6 separate regions of the Mus musculus genome follow, and all the other regions are linked to region 5. The links are chromatin contacts, called in public HiCAR-type, HiChIP or PLAC-seq and promoter capture Hi-C maps. All regions are on one chromosome and are shown on one strand. The core of a region is the stretch at or near the end of the contact, and the rest is flanking DNA. Distances in the headings are between cores, read along the strand shown.

What was found. HiCAR-type assays count read pairs that join an accessible place to other places. HiChIP or PLAC-seq counts read pairs in DNA pulled down with a chosen protein or histone mark. Capture Hi-C pulls out chosen DNA fragments and counts their contacts.
Region 1: a contact with region 5 is called in a HiCAR-type map of astrocytes, with 4 times the contacts expected there. The contact joins the promoter of Rplp2 here to the promoter of Msx3 in region 5. A contact is called at or near these places in 3 of 39 promoter capture datasets (cranial neural crest, hippocampal neurons and pre-B cells) and 2 of 115 datasets of contacts at active chromatin or transcription factors (astrocytes and pancreatic cancer cells).
Region 2: an H3K4me3 HiChIP or PLAC-seq map of embryonic basal ganglia shows a contact between it and region 5, with 6 times the contacts expected there. The contact joins the promoter of B4galnt4 here to the promoter of Msx3 in region 5. A contact is called at or near these places in 1 of 39 promoter capture datasets (hippocampal neurons), 1 of 484 Hi-C or Micro-C datasets (B cells), 14 of 115 datasets of contacts at active chromatin or transcription factors (craniofacial prominence, embryonic basal ganglia, embryonic forebrain and 8 more) and 1 of 9 other capture datasets (embryonic tail).
Region 3: a contact with region 5 is called in a promoter capture Hi-C map of adipose tissue, with 2.3 times the contacts expected there. The contact joins the promoter of Sigirr here to the promoter of Msx3 in region 5. A contact is called at or near these places in 8 of 39 promoter capture datasets (the 3T3-L1 cell line, cranial neural crest, embryonic stem cells and 4 more), 4 of 115 datasets of contacts at active chromatin or transcription factors (differentiating embryonic stem cells, embryonic forebrain, pancreatic cancer cells and 1 more) and 5 of 9 other capture datasets (adipose tissue, embryonic tail, embryonic trunk and 2 more).
Region 4: a contact with region 5 is called in an H3K27ac HiChIP or PLAC-seq map of embryonic stem cells, with 5 times the contacts expected there. The contact joins the promoter of Lmntd2 here to the promoter of Msx3 in region 5. A contact is called at or near these places in 1 of 39 promoter capture datasets (hippocampal neurons), 4 of 115 datasets of contacts at active chromatin or transcription factors (astrocytes and embryonic stem cells) and 2 of 9 other capture datasets (embryonic tail and embryonic trunk).
Region 6: a contact with region 5 is called in an H3K4me3 HiChIP or PLAC-seq map of stem cell-derived neural progenitor cells, with 8 times the contacts expected there. The contact joins the promoter of Lrrc56 here to the promoter of Msx3 in region 5. A contact is called at or near these places in 5 of 39 promoter capture datasets (cranial neural crest, frontonasal cranial neural crest, hippocampal neurons and 2 more), 4 of 115 datasets of contacts at active chromatin or transcription factors (embryonic forebrain, embryonic hindbrain, neural tube and 1 more) and 1 of 9 other capture datasets (embryonic tail).

The regions. Positions count from the first base shown.
Region 1 is chr7:141,446,220-141,450,413 of GRCm38.p6, forward strand. It overlaps Rplp2 (ribosomal protein, large P2), which reads left to right and starts at 1,432. Exons shown (of 5, transcript NM_026020.7): 1 at 1,432-1,488; 2 at 1,689-1,812; 3 at 2,507-2,555. The coding sequence starts at 1,690. Snora52 (small nucleolar RNA, H/ACA box 52) reads left to right here and starts at 2,584; the gene lies at 2,584-2,717. It also overlaps a transcript of Pidd1 not described here.
Region 2 is chr7:141,058,425-141,062,702 of GRCm38.p6, forward strand. B4galnt4 (beta-1,4-N-acetyl-galactosaminyl transferase 4) reads left to right here and starts at 2,554. Exons shown (of 20, transcript NM_177897.4): 1 at 2,554-3,000. The coding sequence starts at 2,850. Gm39114 (a long non-coding RNA gene) reads right to left here and starts at 2,615. Exons shown (of 2, transcript XR_881000.2): 1 at 2,374-2,615; 2 at 28-580.
Region 3 is chr7:141,097,605-141,101,934 of GRCm38.p6, forward strand. It overlaps Sigirr (single immunoglobulin and toll-interleukin 1 receptor (TIR) domain), which reads right to left and starts at 2,942. Exons shown (of 10, transcript NM_001355055.1): 1 at 2,875-2,942. It overlaps Ano9 (anoctamin 9), which reads right to left. Exons shown (of 24, transcript NM_178381.3): 24 at 3,615-4,323. The coding sequence ends at 4,296.
Region 4 is chr7:141,211,924-141,216,334 of GRCm38.p6, forward strand. Lmntd2 (lamin tail domain containing 2) reads right to left here and starts at 2,549. Exons shown (of 14, transcript NM_001382822.1): 1 at 2,512-2,549; 2 at 1,951-2,154; 3 at 1,711-1,863; 4 at 1,279-1,366; 5 at 1,003-1,158; 6 at 663-734; 7 at 473-561; 8 at 1-132. The coding sequence starts at 2,135. It overlaps Rassf7 (Ras association (RalGDS/AF-6) domain family (N-terminal) member 7), which reads left to right and starts at 3,937. Exons shown (of 6, transcript NM_025886.3): 1 at 3,937-4,017.
Region 5 is chr7:140,047,454-140,051,312 of GRCm38.p6, forward strand. Msx3 (msh homeobox 3) reads right to left here and starts at 1,635. Exons shown (of 2, transcript NM_010836.3): 1 at 1,333-1,635; 2 at 1-687. The coding sequence starts at 1,546. The coding sequence ends at 287.
Region 6 is chr7:141,192,699-141,196,497 of GRCm38.p6, forward strand. Lrrc56 (leucine rich repeat containing 56) reads left to right here and starts at 1,432. Exons shown (of 13, transcript NM_001172064.1): 1 at 1,432-1,919; 2 at 3,210-3,280. It overlaps Hras (Harvey rat sarcoma virus oncogene), which reads right to left and starts at 1,306. Exons shown (of 5, transcript NM_001130443.1): 1 at 1,142-1,306; 2 at 132-283. The coding sequence starts at 242.

The DNA of each region.
Region 1 (4,194 bases), core at 182-2,681, 1.4 Mb after region 5:
CACATTCACATCTTTTAAACAAATCACTAGGTGTGGTTGCCCACACCTTTAATCCCGGCACATAAGAGGCAGATCCTGGGGCTGGAGAGATGGCTCAGCAGTTTAAGAGCACCGACTGCTCATTTTTTTTTTTGTTTTGTTTTGTTTTGGTTTTTTTTTTGTTTGTTTGTTTGTTTGTTTGTTTGAGACAGGGTTTCTCTGTATAGCCCTGGCTGTCCTGGAACTCACTTTGTAGACCAGGCTGGCCTTGGACTCAGAAATCCGCCTGCCTCTGCCTCCAGAGTGAGTGCTGGGATTAAAGGTGTGTGTCACCACGCCCAGCTTTTTTTTTTTTTTTTTTTTTAAAGAGGCAGATCCTGTGGATCTCAGGGAATGGAAGTGAGAAGGGGAAGAGAGGTCTCCAGAGCCTAGTGTAGAGACAGTTTTTTTGAAACAGGGTCTCTCTGTGTAGCCTTGGCTATCCTAAACCTGCCATTCCCTCCCAAGTACTGGAATTAAAGGCATGCAACACCCTCTCCCAACGAGGCAAAGGTTTACTTTTTTTCTTTTAAATATTTACCTATTTGTTTTACATGAGTGTTCTGTCTTGATACACACCAGAAGAGGGAATCAAATCCCATCACAGATGGTTGTGACATGTGGGTGCTGGGAATTGAACTCAGGACCTCTGGAAGAGCAGTCAACGTCCAAACTATTAACCCCTGAGCCATCTCTCCAGTCAAAAAGCTTTTGATCCCAACACTCTGGAGGCAGAGGCAGGCGATCTCGTGAGTTCTTGGCCAACCTGGTCTACATAGAGGTCCAGGATACCCAAGAGTATATAGAGAAACCTGTCTCAAAAGAAAAAAAAAAAAGGAGGATGTTTCTAGATATGGCCGTAATCACTAGGACCCAGAAAGCTCGCCCAACTTTTCCAAACCAGCTGAACTTGGGAGCCATCAGCCCCAGCCCAACTTAGGACCTCTGTTGCCCAAGAACAGGAAGGACCCATAGCACCACAGTTTGAACCAATAGCCGCCCACCCAGCCCACGTGCAACAAGAAAAAGCTAGAAGGGAGCACACTTCCGGTATGAAGGTCTTACAGTGAAGCGTCATGGGATTTGTAGTTCGCCTTAATAAGACCAGGGCGGGGCCTTCGCGCTGCATTTTGGGAGCTGTGGAGCCGAGTAGCATGCTGGGGACGCGAGGCGTTAAAGGGGTTTGAACGCTACGCCCGTGCCCGCATGGATTTCGGGAGACTCTCGTCCATGTTGCAGAGGCCCCTGGCACTTGAAAAATCCCTCGTTTTTGTTGTGGGGAAGACATGACAGGGAAATGTCTTCCTTCCGGTGCACCCTTTTCGTCAATGGGAGGCGTCCCCGTGCGCCGCCGTACGCGTCCCGGGGGCTTCTGGGTAGCGGTTTACCCCCGCCCACTGCGTCAGCGTCTTCCTTTCGCCGCCGGACGCCGCCGAGGTCGCACGCGTGAGGTCTGTCCCCCGCAGCCGAGTGAGTAGCCTGGCCGCCTGGGCCGCGAACAGTGGTGGGGACTGCGGGGTTGGATGACGGCCGGGAGGCGAGGGTGGCGCAGCATTCTGTGACCGGAGGCCTGGCGCCTCACGTGGCCTCACTTGCTGCTTAAAATGGAGGGGGAAGCAGAAGGCCTCTCGGATAACCTCACCACTGTACCCACTCCCTGCCCCATTTAGCATGCGCTACGTCGCCTCTTACCTGCTGGCCGCCCTCGGGGGCAACTCCTCTCCTAGCGCCAAAGACATCAAGAAAATACTAGACAGCGTGGGCATCGAAGCGGACGATGATCGGCTCAACAAGGTAGCATGCTGCTTGCTTGGACCCGCTGGATCCAAATGTCTACCAGCGGCGGTCCTTATCCTATTATGTCCGGATTTTACTTTTAAGAAAAATTGTAGATAACCTGTTGAAAAGGATGGATGGAGGAGGCCTACACCCATCTTAGTCATAGTTTTCTCTTTAGTCCTTGTGCAATCGAAGAAGTCAGTCGTGATAATCGTGCTTTTATAGAAGTTTAATACAACTCATGTTGTGTGATCTTATTTTTTGAGACAAGGCCTCACCGTGTAGCTCTGGCTAACCTGGAACTCACTGTGTAAACCAGTTTTCTAACTTTTTTTTTTTTAAACTAGCTTTGCAGTAAAGGATGTATGTGTGTAGATGCCAACAGAGGCATCTGTGTCTCCTTGGACCTATAGTGCTGGGACTCTAGGATATGTTAGAGTCCAAGTCTTTAGCAGTGGAGCTATCTCATCGCCCCTTAAGATTCTTCTAGAAAGGGTTCCCACTCCACCCACCTAGGTTGTACATAGAACCTAAACTTCACAGAACGGTAGAATTTTAGTATCTAAAACTTCCTTTGCCAAAATCATTGTTGAGAAGACCCAGCACTATCTCATAGGTAGTTCCTGGGAGTTGAGAGCAGGTCCAGTATCTCAGGAGACCTTCCCCGTGCCTTGCATTGCTGACTGCTAGCTGTGGTTGTCTACCCCAGGTCATCAGTGAGCTGAATGGAAAGAACATTGAGGATGTCATCGCTCAGGGTGAGTTCCTGGGAAGTTGGCCTGTTTGTGGTCCATCCTAATACCTGCTGGTCAGCCAGTGATCTGCCAGGCTTCGCTTGTGGACCAGAGCATCCTAGAAACACTGCCAGAGTTGTGCAAGGCCTTTTCATTTTAGGCTTGTGCCTGCAGCGCTTCAGAACACCCTCAGAAACTGGCAATGGGGTCACTTTATGGTTTCTACGAGGATGTGTGAAAACCTTTCCTTTGAGGAGGGACTGGGGATGCTAAAAATTGGTGTTCTCTCTCTTTCCTTCCTTTCTTCTTTTCTCTTTCTTTCTCTCTCGGTTTTTTGAGACAGGATTTCTCTGTGTAGCTGGCTGTCCTGGAACTGACCAGGCTGGCCTTGAACTCAAATCTCCCTGCCTCTGCCTCCCTAGTGCTGGGATTAAAGGTGTGTGCCACCAAGCCCTGCCACAGGTTCCTTCTTAACTAAGGCATACAGATTTCTGGCACCACCGGACTAGTACTTATTTGCAATCAGCCTGGGGCACCCTCATGGTAAAATGATTGTTCAATTTTTATTTATTTTTTTTTGCCTTGTTGTTTTTGTTTTTTTGAGACAGGGTTTCTCTGCCTCCCGAGTGCTGGTATCAAGGGCGTACGCCACCACGCTCGGCTGTTTGTTCAATTTTAAGATTTCTAAATAACTAAAAGTAAGAACCCATGTGGCCTGTAAACCCACTTTGTAGACCATGATGGCCTTAAATTCACAGGCTTCTGCCTCCTGGCTGCTGAAATTAAAAGTGTGCACCACCAAGCTGAGCTTGTGTGTGTTTGTTTGTTTGTTTTTGTGGTTTCTCCTTATAGCCCTGGCTGTCCTGGAACTCACTTTGTAGACCAGGCTGGCATTGAACTCAGAAATCCGCCTGCCTCTGCCTCTGTCCTGAGTGCTGGGATTAAAGGCATTTGCCACCACGCCTGGCTTGAACTTTTTTTTTTTAATTAGGTATTTTCCTCATTTACATATCAAATACTTTCCCAAAAGTCCCCCATAAACCACACACACAGACACACACACTCCTACTTTTTGGCCCTGGCATTCCCCTGTACTGAGGCATATAAAGTTTGCAAGACTAAGGGGCCTCTCTTCCCAATGATGGCCTACTAGGCCATCTTCTGCTACATATGCAGCTAGAGACACAAGCTCTGGGGGGTACTTGTTAGTTCATATTGTTGTTCCACCTATAGGGTTGCAGACCCCTTTAGCTCTTTAGGTATTTTCTCTAGCTCCTCCATTGGGGGCTCTGTGTTCCATCCAATAGCTGACTGTGAGCATCCACTTATGTGTTTGCCAGGCACCAGCATAGCCTCACAAGAAACAACTATATCAGGGTCCTTTCAGCAAAATCTTGCTGGTGTATGCAGTGGTGTCAGCATTAGGAGGCTGATTATGGGATGGATCCCCGGTGTGGCAGTCTCTAGATGGTCCATCCTTTTGTCTCAGCTCCAAACTTTGTCTCTGTAACTCCTTCCATGGGTGTTTTGTTCCCAATCCCAAAAAGGGGTAGTGTCCAGAACTTGTTTTAAAATGTACTTGGGGGCAGGGTTTATCTGAATAGCCCTGGCTGTCCTGGAACTCATTGTATAAGGTCAGGTCAGGTTGGCCTCAAACTCATAA
Region 2 (4,278 bases), core at 1,304-3,803, 1.0 Mb after region 5:
CACACAGACATACATTCAGGCAAAACATCAATGCACATAAAATAAAAATAAATATTGAAAAAAGAAAGGTAGTCACCAATGCCATTACAACTCCATGACTGAATGGCAAGTGCTTTCCCTTCCCCTCCGATAATCAATTCCTTTGCCTCCTTTTTCCTTCCCCTGCTTCCCTCCCATCTAACACAACCCAGAATTGCATTGGCTAATGTTTCTATGTTCTCATCATTTAGCTCTTGAACATGTTCAAGGAGTGTGACTCAGCTGCAAGAATGACTAGCCTCCAAAGGTGAATGTGAAATTCTGACCCGGTTTCTCGGGAGATGCAGCCTGTTTTGGTTAGAGAGTTTAACCATGGCTCTGCTTTGGTTAAACATAGTTGCAGGAGGCAAAGAGATGACTCAGCAGTTAAAAGCGCTGCAGATGACTCAGGTTGAGTTCCCAGCACCAGCACGGCGGTTTAAAAGCAGTTCCAGGAGATGCAACACCATTTTCTGGCCTCTGTAGGCACTGGGCACACAGGTGGTAGACCAGACACGCATGCAGACAAGACATCCATATACATAAAACAATGAATTAAAATCTGTAAAAAAAAAAAAAAAAAAAGACAAATACAGTTGGGTTTTTGTTTGTTTGAAGTGCATACGTTCATCAATAGATCCTGTTGTCGTGCTGTCTGCTTGGTTAGACTGAAACATTTCCTTCTGTGGTTGGGGTGAGATGTGGTCTCGGCCAGATGTGTTAGCAAGGGGAACCGCTGTCTAGCTGATCACGGTTTGCTGACTCCTCAGTTGTTCTGCCTTACCCTACTTGCTTTACCGACTCTAGATGAAGAGAGGAGAGTCTTGGGCTTGGGTCGCCTACAGGGCCCTGAACTCTTCCCTGCTAGTGCACTTCTCTGCCCAAACGCTTTGCTTGCTTCCCAACATTTGCTTTCTTAAACAAAACAAAACAAAACAAAACAAAACAAAACAAAACAAAAAATGCTATTTGTCGGGCAGTGGTGGCTCATGCCTTTAATCCCAGCACTTGGGAGGCAGAGGCAGGTGGATTTCTGAGTTCAAGGCCAGCCTGGTCTACAGAGTGAGTTCCAGGACCGCCAGGGCTACACAGAGAAACCCTGCCTCAAAAACCAAAACCAAACCAAAACAAAACAAAACAAAAACAAATCAGAACAACAACAAACATTATTTGTTTTCTGCCTCTGTCCAGTAAACATAAGACAGCAGAGACCCTCTCTTTTCTTCTTCTTGTTCTTCTCTATTGCTCCCTCAAGTCTTCCTGTTGTAAAGATGTCTTTTAGCTGGATGACTAGGAAGATGAAAAAGTAGCTACAACAAGCTGGTGTGTGCTGAGACAATGTTCAGGATATAAACAAGTGCAGGCATCAGAAACAAAGTCAGGACAGGAAACCAGCTGATGAGAACAGCAGCTGATGCCTGGAAGAAAGTTAAAACAAAACAAAACAAAACAAAAAAACCCGACAGAAACAATTAAAAAGTTTTTTTTTTAAAGAAAGAAATGTGGCCAATTTGATTTTATGTCCCAAGGATACATAGTGATGGTGGGGTAATGTTAAAAACAAAGGCAAGCCAGGTGTGGTGACACATGCCTTGAATCCCAGCACTCAGGAGGCAGAGGCAAGCAGCGGTCTAAGAGCTCCAGGCCAACTAAGGCTACACAGTGAGACACTGTCTCAAAACAACACAAACTAAACAAAACCAGCAAAGCCACCTTGCAAACAGCACAGTGGTGCATGTGGTATGGGAAGGCTCCCTTGCCTACTGAGCTGGAGGCCACCCCTTAGAACAGACACTGGAAGTTGCCCAGTCATCTCCACTGGGGCACACCCACCCAGGGTGCGAAGGTCTCTAAGAGATTCCATCTCCTTCCAATGGCTTCTTTCTACTTAAGGCCATGGCATCACGGAGGAAGGGAGACTATTTAAATGTCCAGTCCCCATTCCTAACCCACGAGCTCTGCAGGCTCACAGCAGCTTCTGCTACACCAACTGAAGTACCCTGGTCATTAGGCTGGAACCTCAAAGAGAAGCGGCTGGTGGTAAGGTGGGAGAGAGGTGGTAGTCAGGAGGGCTGGGATGCACCAGCTAGAAAGCGAATGGAGTGCACAACTGAAGCTATCTGGATAGAACCACCCTCCACCCACCTGTCCTTCCTTACAGCTAGCCGAGAACATCCCAGCCTCGTTTTAGTCCGACTGAGAGGAAGGCTGAGCTCCTTCTCTGCGTGCTCATTATTCCCAGCGTTTTCCCAGACACGCAGCCGGATTCCCGCAGCACCCCTCGTCCCTGCCATGGCCTCCACAGTAACAACGACCTCTTACATCCCTCTCCCCGACGTCCCTGGTGTCCCTCACCGCAGATTCGGTCCCCACAACCCCCGCATCCCCGGGCGCGCGGCCGGCGAACACCAGGTGAATGCGCGCGTCGTGTGGATCATTGGCACACCCTAACGCGCCACCCCGCCTCCGAGCATCACGGATTGGTTGTACGCGGGCTGGCCGCGGCCGATTGGCTCGGGCACCGCGACCATCGGTCCCGTTTCACGCTGGGTAGCACCGCAGCGTGGATGCTGCTCGGTCCCGCGGCGTCCAGAGGAGCGTGAGCAGCCGGGAGGGGCGGGCGGGGGAGCGCCTCAAGGAGCCGCTCCCGCCGCCCACCCCGACCGCGGCCTGAGCAGCCCGGGAGTAGTGGCCGAATCCCGTAGTCCCCGCAGCGGACAAAGGACCATGCGGTGCTGCAGGCGCTAAGCGCAGCAGGGTGGGCCGGGGGATGTGGGGCGGGGCAGGCGGGGCCGGGGGGCCGCAGCGACGCCCCTGATTGTGGCGCCGCGATGCCGTGGTTCCCGGTGAAGAAGGTCCGCAAGCAGATGAAGCTGCTGCTGCTGTTGCTGCTGCTCACCTGCGCCGCGTGGCTCACGTATGTGCACCGGAGCCTGGTGCGCCCGGGCCGCGCGCTACGCCAGCGGCTGGGCTACGGGCGAGGTACGCGATGGCGCGTAGCGAGAGGGCCCGGACCTCCCAAGGCCTGGGGGTCTGACTGCCCAGAGCCCCTGCTGTCCTGCTCCTCCCAGCTCAGCTATATTGGGGGAGGGGTCGCGGTTCTGTTCGGCGGGACGCCCAGTGACGTCAGCAGTAACGCCAGGGACCCTCGGGGCTCATCCCTACCTTTTCCGACCCTGGAATCTGGCTTAGATCCGGTGGTGATGGAGTTAACGGTGGGCCCTTGGGGGAACCGGTGCCCTCAGCTAAGAGGCTTGTCAGGCCATTGCCTACTTAGCAGGGCCTCGGTTTCCTCATCTTCTGGAAGGTGGGGAGGTAAGGGTGGTGTTGAGGGATCCAGCTGCCTAGAGTGGCCAGAGCAGCTGGAAACCCTGGGTACACCTGTGAGTGAACTGAGATGTCTGTGTGCTAGGGACCAATGCTAACTTGAGTAAATGCTTGCTGTAGTTTGCACGTTTAAGAGTGGTCAGAGGATGTACAAAGCAACTTAGGCCTGTGGGTAAGAATCCGGGGAGAACCTCTGGAGTTGGTGGCCATTGGACCCACACCTTGGGGGAAAACTCTCCAGAGCAGGGTGAACATCAATGACAGCTAGGTAGAGAAAGACCAGGGAATGAGCCTGGAGAAGCCTAACCAAGCCACGTAGAGCTCAGCCCCATCTTTGTGAGGGAAGCTGGTGAGCTGAGGAGGGGAGCAAGTATCTCTCCTCTCAAAGTCTCAGAGCAGTGACACTGGCTCACTATGTTCTGGTCCAGTCCACCTGATGGATCCAGAACTCCCTTTTCAGCCCTGCACCTGTCTCCTGCCTGCAGAGGCCCTCTGCCTCTTCTTATGCCTGGACAACTGTTTCCAGACATCTTCCAGCAGATCCTGGGCCAAGGATCTGAGACAGATCCCAGCCCTCAAGAAAGTCTATGGGTCATCCCAAACCATGTACCTTATTAGCTGTGACGTCTTCAAGATATCCTGCCACAGCTCTATCCCGAAGAGATAAGTCTGGACTCAGAGCTGACCCAGTACCCAATAAAGCCAGCTCCCACCAGCTGCCCTTGTGGGTTCAGCTGACTTCCTGAGCAATTTGTTTCTGTCTGAGACCAACCAGGAAGGAATGAAGACAGGGAACCCCACTGTTGAAGATTGATCACGAGGGCAGCTGGCTCTGACTCCTCCTAGGTGGGTAGGATCTATTCTGGATCCTGGAAGATCAGTCCTGCCCAATGGCACTGCTAGAAGCAGCCTGGGCGGCACAGATGGGGCCCC
Region 3 (4,330 bases), core at 1,692-4,191, 1.1 Mb after region 5:
TATTTATTTATAAATGTTGCCCCCCCATTCCCAGTCTCCCTTCTGCAACCCCCACCCCATCCTCCCTCCCCTTTGCCTCTAAGAAAGTGCTCCCCCACCCACCCACCTACTCCCACCCCACCCCTCTAGCATCCCCCTATGCTGGGACATCGAGCTTCCACAGAACCAAGGGCCTCCCCTCCCATTGATGCCAGATAAGGTCATCCTCTGCTACATATATAGCTGGAGCCATGGACCCATCCATGTATACTTTGTGGTTGCCTGTTTAGTCCCTGGGAGCTCTGAGTAGTCAGGTTAGTTGACATCGTTTTTCTTCCTATGGGGTTACAATCCCCTTCGGCTCCTTTATTCCTTCCCTTAACTCTTCCATTGGGGTCCCCAGGCTCAGTCTGATGGTTGCTGTATCTGCATCTGTCTTAGTCAGATGCTGGCATAGCCTCTCAGGTCAGACATGCTAGGCTCCCATCTAGGAGCACGTCTTGGTACCAGCAATAGCGTTGAGGTTTGGTGTCTGCAGATGGGATGATCTCAAGGTGGGGCAGTCTCTGGATGGCCTTTCCTTCAGTCAGCAGAGCCCCTTTCATGTGCCAAAACACAAAAGCCACAAGCCCCTGGCTCAGCTGTGGGACAGGGGAGAAGTTAGCTGATTTCTCCTATTGCTACCTATGTCTCTCCACCCCCCCACGCTCCCCACCTCCCACTAGATTTATTTGAGCCTTGGGACTTAGTAGCAGTATTTACAGACTTAAACAAGGGTCTTCTCTAGTTCCTGACTCTCCCTTCACAATCATAGCTACAGGAGTATGTCCTGGAAATCTCCTGGGACCTTCCTGCCTCTGGTTCAGGTCACCCAGAAGCATCTCCAATCCAGGAGCATGCTCAGTGCAGAAGCAGTCTTCCCTGGCACCTTACCTGACTATGACCCAACCCTGCTCAAGTGGCCCCCCACCCCCACCCCCACCCCCCTGGCCTGGCATTCATGATCACTGGGTGATGGAGCGCTTTTGGCTCAAGCCTGGAAAGGCTGAAGGGAACAGATGCCCTTCCTCTACACTTATGGATCCGTTTGCTGCCTGAAGCCGTCTCGGCCTCCTGAACATCCCATGCACAGTAACTGGCTGTGTTTCCCATGTTGTGAATCAAGAAATTAATGTCATCCTCACAGAATCTTGGGTCAATACTGTTCTCCTTTCCTGTCTGCTAACATCTACCACCCTCTATCCCAGCAGGTTCTCAATCCGTGGGGTCAGGATTGTAATTTTTTTTTTAGATTTATTTATTATTATACATAAGTACACTGTAGCTGCCTTCAGACACACCAGAAGAGGGCATCAGATCTCATTACAGATGGTTGTGAGCCACCATTTGGCTGCTGGGATTTGAACTCAGGACCTTCAGAAGAGCAACCTGCTGAGCCATCCCACCAGCCCAGTATTGTAACTTTACTACTGTTATGAATTGTAAATTCATAACAATGAATTTGTATCAAAATCAAATTTTGTAGCAAAATTGCAGTTATGAAGCAGCAATGAAAATAATCTTATGAAGCCTGGCTGTGGTGGCCCAAGCCTTTAATCCCAGCACTTGGGAGGCAGAGGCAGGCGGATTTCTGAGTTCAAGGCCAGCCTGGTCTACAAAGTGAGTTCCAGGACAGCCAGGGATACACAGAGAAATCCTGTCTCGAACCCCCCCCCCAAAAAAAAGAAAAAAAAATAACCTTATGGTTGGGGGTCACCACAACATGGGGAATTGTATTAAAGATTAAAGAGTTGCAGCTTCATAACAGTAGCAAAATTAGTTATGAAGTAGCAACAAAAATAACTTTATGGTTGGGAGTCACCACAACAAGAACTGTATTAAAGGAAGGTTGAGAACCACTGTTCTATCCCATACCCCAGCCTCAGGCCACTCTTGCATAAAAACTCAGATGGCCTCAGATATTTGCCTCTGCAGTCTTTTGAAGGCACTCCAGGGCCTCAGAATTTAAATCCCAGCCTAGACCCTCGGATCACTCAGCATTGCCTCCGTATTTTGAGGTTCCTGGAAGGCCCAGGTCCTGGAGGCACAGTCCTTGAGCTATAGGGGCATCCTGTGCTATCAGATGAGTGAGTGTTCTGGAGCTTCGGAGCTCGAAGCCCCAGGCCCGCTCCCCACTTGTGGATCCGGTTTTTTGCTGCTCAGCATCTCGACACCTGGGTGCTGCTCAGCGCTACTCTTGCGCCGCCCCTGTTTCTGGTGTGTGTTGGATCCCCACATATCTTTCTTTAAAGAAAGGAGTGTGCATAAAAGGCCTCGAGGAGACCAATTCCCCGAGTTCATCCAGCTCCTACTTCTTGCCCTTGGTCTTCTGCGGGTGGCGCACGACCTGTTTCCCGGAACTCAACAGGTGAGGCAAGCCGACCTATCAGGCACGCGTGCAGAAGATGGGGACGCGCACGGAGAGCGGAAGCGCGCCGACAGCTAGTCTGGGCGCGCACCGAACGCTGGCGCTCACAGGAGGCGAAGGCTCTGCTAGGGTCCCCGCGAGCCCGGGTCCCTGCCAGCCTCTCACTCTGCTCAGGTGTCCTAGACTTGCTTAGGTTTGAGATACGTTTGTTGGGAGCGAAGGCGAGGTATTACGACCCCTCGCCCGCCTCTACAGGCTTGCACTTAAATCAAGAGGAAGCTATTGACCATGTTGGGCAGAATGAAAAGAGCAAGGCCAGAGAAGGGGACTGGACGCAGTGCTCTCGAGCTTCCGGGCTGAGCGGGAAACCCGTCTGGTTCAGAGCTACTTCCTGCGGGACCATGGCCCCAAGGCTCCTCGGAGCAAAGTGCTCCCAGGTCCTCAACCCTAAAACTGGAGCGGCTCCAGGAACCAGGACCTCTACTCACCTCCGCGTGTCTGAGTCACGACTGCCACCCACCTGAGACTCGCGCGGAAGCTGACAGTTTACCTGTCCGAGGTGCGCAGCGGCGACAGACCCAGCGGCAGGTGCAGCCCCGCCCCGCAGGCAGGGCTAGGGCGGACCTAGTGTCCCGCTTTAAGCCTGAGGCTAGTGCTGGTGAGTGTAGGAAGTTCCGTCCCGGGATCTTCAAACTTCCCGGCTTAGGGGCAGGGTTTGGTTTGACCAAAGGAGCCCAACCAGCGCAACCCGCAAAGGGCCACCCTGCTGACTGTCATGGTGTTTTGCCTCTCCAGCCCAAACTCTTCCTTTTCCTCCAGAAAGTCTTTCTTGATTCACATCCCACTCATAACTGACCCCGTGTCTTCTCTTGCCACTCAAAACCCCAGATATTTGGAAGAACCTTCTTCCATAAGGTGCCCCGCGCTTAGACAAAGAGGCAAAGCCGGGCGGTGGTGACGCATGCCTTTAATCCCAGCACTCGGGAGGCAGAGGCAGGCGGATTTCTGAGTTCGAGGCCAGCCTGGTCTACAAAGTGAATTCCAGGACAGCCAGGGCTATAGAGAGAAACCCTGTCTTGAAAAACCAACCAACCAACCAAACAAAAACCAAAGACAATGAGGCAAACCAAAGAAGAGCCAGGTGGCCCCAGGCTGCCATAATTCATCCCATCTCAATCTAGCCCAGGGAAGAAATAATCTCTAGAAACTGGATCTACATCATGAGGCTCAGAAATCAATACACACAGGTTTATTTTGCTTGTAAAAAGTTTTGCCGCTGTACGGATCCAGGTTAACTGGGAGGGAGGGGATCCAGAAGTTACTCTCTAGGCTTCCCACAAAGCAGGAGGCCACAGAGCAGGATCTGAGGCCCAGAAGCCAGGAGGTCCATGGCTTCCCACAAAGCAGGAGGCCACAGAGCAGGATCTGAGGCCCAGAAGCCAGGAGGTCCATGGCATTTAGGCTAATTTTACTGCATGGGGGTTTTATGAGCAACCTGCAGTTCTATAGGTACTAGGGTCATTCAAGAGTCTCAAGTCAGGTCTGTACCAATCTGAACCGTAGGAAAGTTGAAGCAAACCCCACAGGCACATCTGTGCCGTTCATAAATACCCTAAATATACATGGATTTCAATGATCCCTACATATACAAGTCTCCCGTGGTTAACATATACACATGGGCTTCGTAGGATGCCCATATACACCTACATATAGTCTAGGCCCTCCTTTGATCTTCATGTATTAACATATATGTAGACCATCCAGGATCCTACATATACATGGGCCATTTTACAGCCTCCCTCAACACATACATACACATTGTTATGGATAGGGGCAAGCTGTAGAGGTGGGGACTTATTCCTAGTCCAGGCTCCTGGAAAGTGGCATTTCTCCACCTGCCCCAGGTCGTCTATACATCCGTGCTCCTGGAACTGAAGCTGCAGG
Region 4 (4,411 bases), core at 1,299-3,798, 1.2 Mb after region 5:
GTCCTTTCTGAGCTACTGGTGTCTAACAAAGGCAAGGCGCTCCACTCCAGGATCTTGGTAGGCTTCTCTGTGTGCTTGGTGGCGCCCTCCGAGTCCAAGGTATACGTTTCGGAGGTCGGGGGCTGGGACTGCCTGGGACCATGATGTGTTCACTGGCTGCTTTGGCTCCTAGAACCAGGGCCCAGGCCCCCATCCCCAGACAGCCTCCCCAAGGCACTGGGAACCCTGGTTTGTGTTCTAGAAACTCAGGAGTCAGACTCAGCAATGGTAAATTAATAAGGTTGATTATGACCTTGGAGGTCCTCCCCTTGCTCTGAACCCATTCTACATACTCCTCCTCATAGCTGAGGCTTAGGAGATCTGTGACTTAGCTGGAGACACTTAAGGATACAGTGAGAACTGTCCCACATCCAAGTCAAGCCAAGCCCTCCCTTCCCCTGACCCCTGGAGACTCCCTGACCAATGCAGTTACTTTTGATCCGAATAGAAATTCAAGTTGGAGAAGAGGTTGGGATATCGCTGGGCAATGCTGTTCCAATCTACATCTTCCAACGGGAAACCCTGGCAGGAAATAAGAGGTTTATGGCTCTCCCACCTTGTAGGGCCCCATCGGCTTTATCATACACACAAGTGGAATGCCTCCTGTGGCAAGCCTTGCTCACCTCCCCAGAAGTGGGAATCTCAGCAGACTCAGAAAAGTCACTGGGGTCTCTCAGAACCTCTGTAGTGACCACCTGCAAGAAGGAACCACAGAGGAGCTGACAGGGAGCTGGAGAGAGGTCACCCTGCCCCCACAGGGCCTCTTTCTTTTGACCCTAACAGCACTGTGTGTGTACTAAATGAGGACTGCTCCTTGTGGAGGCATCTCAAGGGAGACAGGTTTCTCAGACAGGCGGGCCGGGAGCCCCGACAAAGACACCTGCCTACAAAAGCATGCTGACCGATCAAGAAGTGTTGGGGGGGGGGTGCCTGAGAGGTATTAGGTCAGGAGCACAAACTCACCTCGACGCTGCCGGTCTGAGACCTCAGCACGCGTCCCACCCAAGAGGAACGGGCTAGCTGCAGAAGGCATGATTTTTGAAAAGTCTGAAGCTCAGCCTCCAGCTGCTGCTTTGCCCAGAGGTTCTGCTGCAGTTTCTCCTCTAACTGCTGTTTCTCCTGATGAGGAATTTCTGCCAGTGAGAGAGGCCTCCAGTGGCCCCACCTTTCAGACCAACCCTAGGTGGGTAGCTACAGCCTGCCAAGTCATCGCCCTGATCCCTGATCCCACCCCATCACCTGCTGAGCTTGTTCCTTCTGTGCTTTCAGCTCCAGGGTTAGCTTCTGGACCTGGTTCCGCAGGAATTTGTCTTGACTTTTGGAGTTCCTGGTAGGAGGGGCAATCATACCCCTTAGTCTAGGTCAAGCAAGGGTTCCGAAGAGTAGGTAAAGGAGGCCCCACAGCCACCAAACCCTGGAGGCACATATTAGAACAGGCCAGTGCAGAGTAAACCCTAACAGGTCTGGGCAGGGGTCTACATGCTAGGGAGTAGGATGACATTTCCAGCACAGTAACTTAATCAAGGGTATGGCAGAGTGTCAAGTCATGCAAGGAGTAAAGTTAGAGGCAATCAGGTAGAGGAGGGCTCAGTGGTTGAGGCTGGGGTCAGACAGAAAGTAGGAGCCACAGCAGGGTAGGACCTGGGTTGGGCTGAGGGTTTCACCACTGACCGCTCAGAGGGAACCCCTGCCACCTCTTGCAGGATGCTGGAGTATCGGGCATTGTGGCCATTCTGAACAGCCCACCGAAGTGCCTGGATCTCTAGTTCTCTCTGTTCCCATAAGAGCCTCAGGGTACGTGGGTCCAGGGTTTCAGGGGCTAACCTGCAATTTCAGAGCCCTGTGGTTTGATCAGGCTGGCCCGTTGGCTGGCCCAGCCCAGGAGGCCGCCCCACCCCGCTGCCTCCTTACTGCTGCTTGACGGAGCAGCCCATTGGTGTGGATGTGTAGAGCTTAGCGCTCTGAGAATAGGAAGGAGCCACTCTGTCGACAGGTGTGCCAACTGGAGACCCTAAGTCACTGCTGTCTGGCTGTACACCTGCTGGAGCTGGGGATACCTGCTTATCTTCAGACTCCTGGCAAGACTTAGGGGCCATGCTTGATGTTGCTCAGGAGCTGGGAAGGAAGGAAGGCCGGAAGCAGAATAGAGTCTGTCCTGTGTCCCAGGTGTGGGAACCTCACAGGACTCTCTCTGTGTGCCACAGAGGCCCAGTTAGCACTTGCCAGTTCTTTCTGAGGAGGCTTACAGGTGACTACTCAATAGGACATAGGACTGCTGCTCACACAAGTGTCCTCATCTCTATGTTTCAGGCTAGGACAGCAGGTCACTTTCCTGGGCAACATATCCCCAGTATATACATATATTCCCTACTGTCCCCTCTTTCCCTACTTAAACTCAGGCTAGGTGCTAACCTTTTGCCTGAAACTCCTACTCATGTCCCCCTCAGCCCAGGAACTCACCACCAAACTCACCTGAGGCCTAAACCCACAGAAGGCCTAGGGAAGGAAGCATTCTATACCGTTGCCATGGATTTCTGTACCTGAGGGGGGAGGGTGTCTGTTACCAGAAGCATCCAGGGAGACCCGGCCCAGGACCACGAGTGCATTCTGTACCAATATGGTCTGGATCTGTAAACCAGATTCCTACCCACCCAGCTAAGCCAAGGAGGCCCAGGGAACTACCTGTCCCTAGCCAGTGGTGATAGGCTGGTACTGGAAAACAATGGTGTCCTATGAGTAAATTCAGTGTGGTGTGTGTGTGTGTGTGTGTGTGTGTGTGTGTGTGTGTGAGAGAGAGAGAGAGAGAGAGAGAGAGAGAGAGAAGTATGTATAGGTGTCTTGAGTATGTAAATGGTCCTAGGGAAGTGAGTTGATTTAAGGGGCAGTCAAGGATGGTGATAAGAGACTGGAGAGGCTGTGCTAACTCTAGCCAACAAGTGAAGCTGTGTCTGATAGCCTTCTACCTAACTCTTGGAAGCCTTCCTGTGTTTATCTCCACACCTCTGGGCTCTCCCCAATGGTAGTTCCACTAGTGAACCCTGAAGGACCTTGCTTCTGCCTCAGATCAGAAGAGAGGCCCAGAAGGTTCCTTCTACCTTGTCAGCCTCATACTTCCATCTGCTTCCTTATGGCCACAAGGGCTTGGGAATCTCCTCCCACAGCATTGCGATGGGGCAGAGCAGACAGAGCCCCACCAGGGCAGCAGAGAAGCCATTAGCCCCCCGCCCCCCTCCCGCTTCAGGGAGAGGAGGACTGCTGTGGAGGACGCTGGATCCGTTGGGGGAGGGGAGAGGATGGAGCTTCAGACAAAGATCCCAGGGTCTTTGTCCCAGTCAGCCTCAGGGACGACCCCCTCCCCCACCAGGGTGCAGGGCCCACTAAACTCCACCTCCCTCGGGTAGCAGCCCGGAATGGAACGAGGTGGGCGGGAGTGTTCATGGCCTTTCTTCCCGGTGTCCTCAGCCACAGATTCCTTAGGGAGCAGGGCTGAAAAGGCCTAGAGCGATTGTTGAGATGGGGTGCACGTCAGGGTTGCAGGATTCCAGTCAGGAGCCCTCTCTGTGGGCGGAGACCAGCACTTTGAAAGTCGGCTGAGGAAGTCTGAGCTGGGAGCACACCTCACTTGGGCCAATCAGCCCAGAGCTAACGCAGCAGCAGACGCGCTTCCGCATTGATTAACAGAGGTGAGCATCTGGGGCGACTCCGTCCGGCCACTACCTAACTCAGGGCCCCGCCCACACCTGGTTGCCTCCGGGGCGGGACCGAGTAACGAGCCAATGGGGCGTGGTGGGAGAAGGGTCGCCAATGGGAGTGGGCATGGGGCGGGAGACACACGCCTCCGAGCTAATGGGATGCTGTGGGGCGGGGCGTGAAGACCGGGAGCCAATGAGGCCGTGAGGTTGGGCGCGCCGCGGCGCTGGGACAGCAGGTTGAGGCGGCACCGAAGCGCCCAAGTCCCGAAGGCCAGCAAGTACCCAGGTGAGCTGTGCCGGGTTCTCGAGACTCCTGAGCACTGGGCGCGGCATCAGGGAGCCGTCTTCGACCGAGGAGAAGCGAATCTGGGTGAAGGGACGCGTGGTGGCCGTGCTGCACCTGCGTCTGTCCGCTGCAGAGTGGGACGTCTGGATCCCGCGCTGCCGGGGATCTGCCGTGAGGCGGGCTGTGCCCACCCCCCCCAGTGGGGCGGGACCACCAGAACCCAGAGCTCTGGCTGGACGGGAGGGACTGCAGAGGCGGACCGGGGACTGGCGTGGGGCAGAGGGCGCTCCTCAGGTCTGGGGTCGGTTCGGAGATGGAGGTCTGTCTGAGTTGTGACTCTCAGCTTCTCCCAGGCCCAAGACTGTTCCCTCCCTGGGGGGGCGTTTCCATGACT
Region 5 (3,859 bases), core at 385-2,884:
TTTGTAAGAAATAGGAAGAACTGCTTTTGTCTGTTTCAAGGACTATATGACGGTGTGTTTTCTTTCAGAAAAACAGATTGATGTGGGCAAGGTTTTAGGAAGGTTTAAAGTATTTGTAAGATGTCTATAAATAGGCTCCAGTCATCAAGTATAACACCGTATAAACAGGAGGAGGGGGGGGGGGAAGACTAAAATGAAAAGTCAAAAGTTACCAGGAGCATCAGCGGCAGGCAGAACTGTGCGCAACCCTGAGCCTAACCAAGAGGTTAGGGCTTGATTCCATGATCTAAGACAAGTAGTACATGCCATAGGCCGCGACAGGCCCGGCGAGGATCCCAGGAACCGCGTTGCCGCCGAAAGTGGCCGCGGAGCTGTGCAGCTGGGTGCCCAGCGGGAAGGGCAGGGCAAACGCCGCCGGCAGTAGTGGCTTCGCTGCCAGCTTCAGCTTCTCCAGCTCAGCTTCCTGCAGCCGCTTGGCTTTGGCTCGGCGGTTCTGAAACCAGATCTTGACCTGAGTCTCAGTGAGGCTCAAGCTGCTGGAGAACTCGGCGCGCTCCGCAATGGATAAGTATTGCTTCTGGTGAAACTTGCGCTCAAGCGCCAGCAGCTGCGCGGTGGTGAATGGCGTCCGTGGTTTGCGATTGGTTTTGTGTTTGCGGAGGGTGCAGGGTGGAGGGCTCGGGGCACCTGAAAGGAAAGAGAAGCGCAGGGCGAGCGCTCAAACTCTGGCTGCACACCCCTATTTCGACCGACCTTCTTCCACCCTTACAAAGGAAGGTTGGTGCTCCGTGGCTCCGTGAGTGCTCCGCTCAGCGGTCCCCAAAGCCACGTGGATAAGCAAACCAAGGAGGCAGGGGAGTGGAGGAGGCGCCCTAGACTTAGGTCTGCTCTCCCAACCCGTGATCTTGCACCCCAACTAAACTGGGGACTAACTATTTGGAAAAAGAGCTAAACTGGGCCTGGAGGCTGTCCAATAACCGAAGACGAGTAGCGGTCAGGTCTCCAAACAGACCAGTTAGCTGTCGGGGGCATACGCAAAGTGGGCAAGGGGTGCAGGAGCGTGAGCGACCCGGAGCGGAAAAGCATTAAGGGTATTTGTTGTGGGTTGCGGACCTCGACCAAGAAGAGACCTGGACCTGGCGGTTGGGCTGTGCACAATGTTGGGCGCCCACCGCCAGTTATCATTGCTCTTGGACTGAGCCGGTTAATGGCTAGTAATTACTAGCCACTAGTTCGGAGCAACAGTGCGCATACCCCCACCCACCTTGGACTTTCGAGCCTTGACAGCGCGGTCGCTTTTCAGGGCCTGAGACCGGGAGACTGAGCACTTACGTGGGGGACAAGAGTGCGCGACTGGAGGGGGCCAGGCTCCAGGCTTCGAGGCGCCGAGCGGCCTCTCCACCCCCAGCTCCCCAGACTCGGAGCCCGGTACGCGCTCAGCCTCCAGCAGAGACTCGACGCTGAAGGGGAGTGGTCCGTGCTCTGTGTGGCCCCCGCCGCGAGCTTCGAGCCCCGCCGCGTTCATGTCGAATGTCGCCCGGGCCATGCATGGGATGGCGGGTGCGGGGCTAGCCGCCCGGCTGGGACGCGTGGGACCCAGCGGCGGTTTATTTTGCTAGGACCTTGGGCTCTGTGGTTCTCGGGCCCCTCCGCACCCTATAAAAAGGTAGCACCGCTTTCATGCGCCGCTACCCAATGGTTGTTTCAGCCGATGTGCGGGTCTCAGTGCGGGTTGGATTCAGTGTTTCGGGGGCGGGACCGACAGAGAGGGGCGGGGCTTCTGCCTGGGAACTGAGTGCCCCGAGACCTGGGGTAGCATTGTCGTGCCCACGTCAGGATTTCGGGACTTACTGCCGTCTGTAGGAACGCTTATGAAGCTCCTCCAGCGGGAAAAGCTGAGGGGGCTGTCAGTCTTGGGTAAAGAGATGGTTGGCCTCAGCCTTCTGGAGTGGAGGAATGGACTGCGCGCGAGCGCTCATAGTGGAGCTACGTCCAGGCATCAGTTCTTTGCTGGCACAGTGAGCCTCCGCGCTTAGGCAGAGCGCAGCTATGGGCTCGTGCCTACTACAGTGCTGTTTAATGAGGCTGATCGGCTGTTCTTGCTGCGTTCCTGGCTCGCACGTGTTTTAGTCTGCACCGTGGGGTTCTAATGGGACCAACACGTCTCCTCTACTGATCTCTTGAGGTCGAGTTGTGGCATCTTTAGTTTCGCTTTGGTCTCTCTTTGAGCTCTTGGAGTCTCCAAACATTTTCTGGGCCACTAGCAACTTCGAGGGCTGAACTTGCGTCCCAGTTTGGGCCAGGAATGGGCTAGAAAGACGCGTCCTGGGTCCCAAGCGCAGAGGCCAAGGGAAGATGGTGGAGACAGATCTCTTAGAGGAAGTTAGCATACTAGCCCGTCATGCAGGCACCTCAGGCTGCTCAAACAACTGGATGCTGGGCGCATCGTTGTCTTCTGGTGTCCTGTATTTGCCTGGCGGCCGATGCAAATTCCTGAAAGGCCGCCGGAGAGTATCTCTGTTGATGCAGTCTTTCCTTGACCAGGCAAGCAGTGTGGGAACCTCTTGAAGGCGCTTTAAAAAACAAAACAAAACAAAACAACCCGCCAGCTAAGGATTCTAAGGAAGGGTGGATCTGAGGCCAGATAGAGTCCCTAGCTCCTGGTAATACTTTCCCCCAAATCTCACTGTTCCTTTGGTTTTAAAACAAAACAAAACAAAACAAAACACACACACACTCACACACACACACACACACATCACCAAACAAACAAAAATGTTCTTCTATGTTGCAAAGCAAACTGTGGCGGTAGCGCCATAAAAAGAAACCAGGGCTTTGATTTTAGAATACATTGGGAGGTTGATTTAGGAAATAAAGTCTGATTAATATCCTAGAGCACAAAATCAGCAACCTACATCTCTCTATAAATTTGTTTTAGACAGCCAAAAGTACTTCAATGGAGTACAGCTTTGGGGTTCAGTCTGATTGTTGAGCTCAGTCAGAGAAATTAATTAAAAAGTTTTTCTTCGTGTAAAGTTTGAAGCTGCTCAAAGGGGCTAGCAGAAGATTCCTGGCTGGCTAGACCTAGCGTCTGTTTAATTCGTGCTATAATTCCAGACTGACGACTGCTGCTGTCTTGGAAGGCAGCTATACTCACCATTATGCTACCAACACTTGCCTGCTGCTTTTTTAATGTAACAAAGATGTTCTGAGTTGACTGCTGATAATTGCATCATCAAAACACTGGCAGGAATGCACAAAGAAGATAAACAAACAAAAGGAATAAAGGACAACTTGCCTGTGTGTGAGCAATGTCCCCCAAAGTAGCCTCTGATGGGAGGAAGCAAGAGTCTGTACTTAGGTCTGGCCCAGGGAAAGGGACAGGGTTGTGGGCCAGGAGCAGGTCCAATGGGCAGGGTCCTTCCTGTGAAGCAGTGTAAAGTCTGATCTTAAATTCTCACCCTCCCCCACTTCCTAGAGGGATGCTGATGTCAGTTCTGAGCAGCTCTGCCCAGTGCAAGCCAGATTGGCTCCAGACTGGTAAAAGCACCACCTCAGAGGCAAGGGAGGCAAGAGAGAGGCAGAAAGAGAACCAGAATGGAAGCGGGAAGGAGGGAAGGAGAAGAGGGATCTCTTCCATGGACATGGAGACCTAGACCTCAGCACAACACGCAGTTCTCTCTCTCTCCTATCCCATACACAAGTGACCTGATTAGAAAAGAGCTTGGGCTACAGGGTAGGAGTGGTGGGATGTGAAGGAATCTTTTCTGCCAGCATAGTGGATGTTGGATGTTGGATGTTGGGTGTTGGATTTCAGTTCATGTGGGAACTGAAATCCCATTTACACAGGGAGGCATCA
Region 6 (3,799 bases), core at 182-2,681, 1.1 Mb after region 5:
ACCAGCCTACACCCTTGCACCTCTCATACCCTGATGGATCATACCCCATAACACCTACAAGACCTGGGCTGTTTGGTCATTTACCCATGACCACTGCCACAGCCCACCTCTGGCAGGTAGGCAGAGCTCACCTCTATAGTGGGATCATACTCGTCCACAAAGTGGTTCTGGATCAGCTGGATGGTCAGGGCACTCTTTCCCACGCCTCCAGCGCCCACCACCACAAGCTTGTATTCTGTCATAGCTTCTACAGCGGCTGCCAATCCAGGAGCTCCTGCCCCACCTGCCAATGAGAAGCACACTTAGCCAAGGCCCTTGCCACTTGAGACGGCTAATAGATGCCTGACCCAAGGGCCCTCTCCAGCATTGAGCAGGCAGGCCTGCCAGTGGCCCAGTTGATCACCTGTGGCACCTTCAGCTTGAAAAGGGAGGACCCCACCCCCACCCCCCAACCTCCTCAAACAGCACTTAATGGCTGTGTGAGGAAGCAGGGAGAGGCCCCCAAGGCAGGGCTGACAGCTGAGAGCTTCTCCCAACCACGCACCCAAATTAGAAGTCGCTAGGTAGGCAGAAACCCTCAACTGGAGGCGCCTGAGGGCTGAGGCCACCCCCCAAAAAACAGGTCCTGCCACGGCGGCCTCGGCGTGCCCAGGCAGGCCAATGCCAGCCTACAACCGGCTCTGGCCCGCCGGCATGTGGGTGCAACCTACAACTATTTACTGAGCGCCTACTGCATGCCAGGCGCGGTCCCGGCAGCGGGGGGAGGGTGGCTGGAGAAGGACCCTGCCCTCCACTAAGACAAACCTTCCACAAGGGGCCAGGGAGCTTTCACAGAGGGGGGGAAAAACGGCTGAGGGTGTGGGAAGCAGGTGACTACAGGAACGCGAGGGATGGCTGGGAGCAGAAGGCCCTGGTTGGGGCCCAACGCGGGTGTCCTTGTGGCCCCGAGGCCCGAGCGTGATGGCCGCGGGGCGCAGAGTCTCCGGAGGCCCGGGCGGCGCCTCGCTGGGAGGACGGCCACAGGCAGAGCGAGTCCGGCCGCAGAGGCGGGCAGCCGGACGCTAGGCACGCTGCCGGGCCGAGAGGAGCAAGGAAGCACCGATCACCTGCGCCCCGCGCCCCACCCCGTGCCCGCACTCACCGCTTGCTGGCGCGACTGCCCCCGGGGCCGGGGCCGGGGCCGGGGCAGGGCGGGGGCGCGGACGGGCGCCGGCTGGGCCCGCGCATGAGCTCCGTCCGCGGCGGGTGCGGCTCGGGCTGCGGGCGCCGGGAGCGGACGGCGGGGACTTGGCCGGGCCCGCGCTCGCCCCGCCCCGCTCCGCCCCACGCCCGTCCGTCAACTCGAGGCGGCCCGTGATTGGTCGAACTCCTCCGCACCGCGACCTGTTGTGGTTGGCTGAGCAACCCATCCGTCAGAAGCCGAAGCTGGGCGGGGCTTCCTGGAGCCGCGGGGAAGGCAGTGCCGGAACTTGGGTCCTGCACTCAACAGTGATGTCTAGTGCCTAGGTGCAGAAGAGACAGACCGAGACCGTGCTTACGAGCCCGGGATTTCTCCGGAGAGAAACTGGTGCACGCTCGGGTTGCGTTGAGGACCTACTACAGAGCCTCCACCCTGCAGCCTCACCAAAGGCCCAAAGGCCCACGAGTGGAAAGGTCATCCCGACCGGGTATTGGTGTCGGGGACAGTCAGCACCGCGGACGCGGAATAACAGAGGAAGACAGAGTTCGCCGGAACCCCTAGCTGCCTGTTCTCGTAGGTCGAGGTGGAGCAAAGGCTCCATCCTGGGGCAGCGTCGGCCCATCACACCGCGCTCTTCGTGTTTTGGAGAAGACCCCCCTACCGCTCTCAAACTCGAGGTCCCAACACTGCAGAAGCTCATACTGCGTCCATTTGAAGAACGACCCCGAAAGTCAGAAAAGTTGGTATTGGGGCGAAATGAAGTGTTCCACCCACTCAAGCAAGTAGGGTACATCTGTGTCAGACGCAAATGACATGTTTTCAACACTTTTTGAAATTTCAAAGAAACGAATAAGCACGTCCTCAGAAAAACTCAGGCTTTTACTCAGGTCGTGCAGGCCTGGGGTTGCACGCTCACCCCGGTCGCCGCCCGGGGTGCAAGCTCGGCTTGTTCTATTCATCTAGCAGGCAGATAACCGAGAGCTGGCCAGAAGCCTCTCACGGACGGCTCTCTGAACCACCGTGAGTGCCTTCACTGCGTTCAGCCGTCCGGCTTGTCTCTTACTCTAGGGAGCATTTCCACCGGATCTGCCGCGTGTCCCGGCAACCGTTGCTAGGGGGCGGGGCTCATCTTACCGAAGCCCCGGATGCCCGCGGCTCACGAATATTTGGGTATTCAAATGAGCCCCGCCCCCGTTGCCATGGCGCCAGGCCTGCAACCCCATCGCGGTGGTAAAAATAATAATTAAAAAAAAAAGCCCTCACCTGAGAGAGCGACCGCCGCGGTGGAGGGGCCTAGTGCTGCGCCCCAAGTCTTGGGCACTCTGGCCCACCCCTCAGGTGAGAGCCTAGCACCTCCTCTCCATGTCCTTTGTGCTAGGGGGATCCTGGGCGACCCACGTCTGTGGGACAAGACATACAGGACAGAGTAAGCAATAAGTCATGAAGTGCAGTGGAAGGGGATCACTCTAACTAGAGAAATGTATCTGGGAACGGCAGGAAGTACAGGAGTTAGGGGTCGGCCAAACCTGCATGGAGGCCACGGAGGAGGACTAAGAAGAAAGGATATACTTAATGTTCTGAACAGAGTTCTTACCTTAGCCATTGTCTCTTGAGTATAAGATCTAGGGCCAAACACAGACCTCTGTATCTTTAAGGAGAAACAGTTTATGCACTTCCTACCAGAGGTGTAGAGGCACCTGAAAAAAAAGTATGGGAAGGAGTGCCTGCAGGAGAGGCGGGCCCACAGATGATTGACAAGAGCATTCCCAGGCTCCCCTCTGGGAGTAGAAGTAGGACTTGGATCATGTCTTTATTTGCATTGGGTGACCAAGAGGGACCCTGGCTGAATCCTCATTGTAGAAGCTTTATCCTCCATTAGAATGGTTACAGGGAGTTCAGGGCCAGGCCTCCACCTAACATCTCCCCCATTCTTGTACCTGCTTGTTTCTGGATACTGTGACCTTGGCCAGCTCAGGTACCACAGAGTACAGTGATCTAACCAGGAAGCTAATCTAATTCTCTTTTACAGGTGTTACATGTAGACACATGTGGCCCCCTTGCCCGGATGTTTGACCTACAGCAGGAGCCGGCTACCTTCAGGTACTTAGTCAGAAGACTGTGTGGATGGTTGGAGGTAATGCCTGCTATCTTGATCCTAAACTTAGACTCATGAAACCATTAATGAAGGCAGATCCACAACCATTGTCAGGGGCAGCTCAGGGAACTGTCAGTAGCCACTTGCTGCTGGTCACTACAGGCATCTTGTACAGTATCCCTAGCCTCACAGCCTTTTAAAAAAATCTTTATCTTATAAGCGTGTGTGTGTGTGTGTCTGTGTGTGTGTGTGTGTGTGTGTGTGTATGTGGAGCCACCCATCATGGATGCTAGGAATCAAACATAGGTCCTCTGTAAAAGGAGCAAGTGCTCTAAACCACTGAGCTAGCTTTCCAGCCTCAACTCACAGCCTTTGTGATGCCCCCAGACAGCAAAGCTTGGAGCTTGGAGCCGGTGCTCATTGTGTGGACAGTGTGGGAAACAAATATAGAACCAGGGGCCAAGGAGATAGCTCAGACAGCAAATTGATTGCTTTGTCTACATGAAGACCTGAGCTTGATCCCC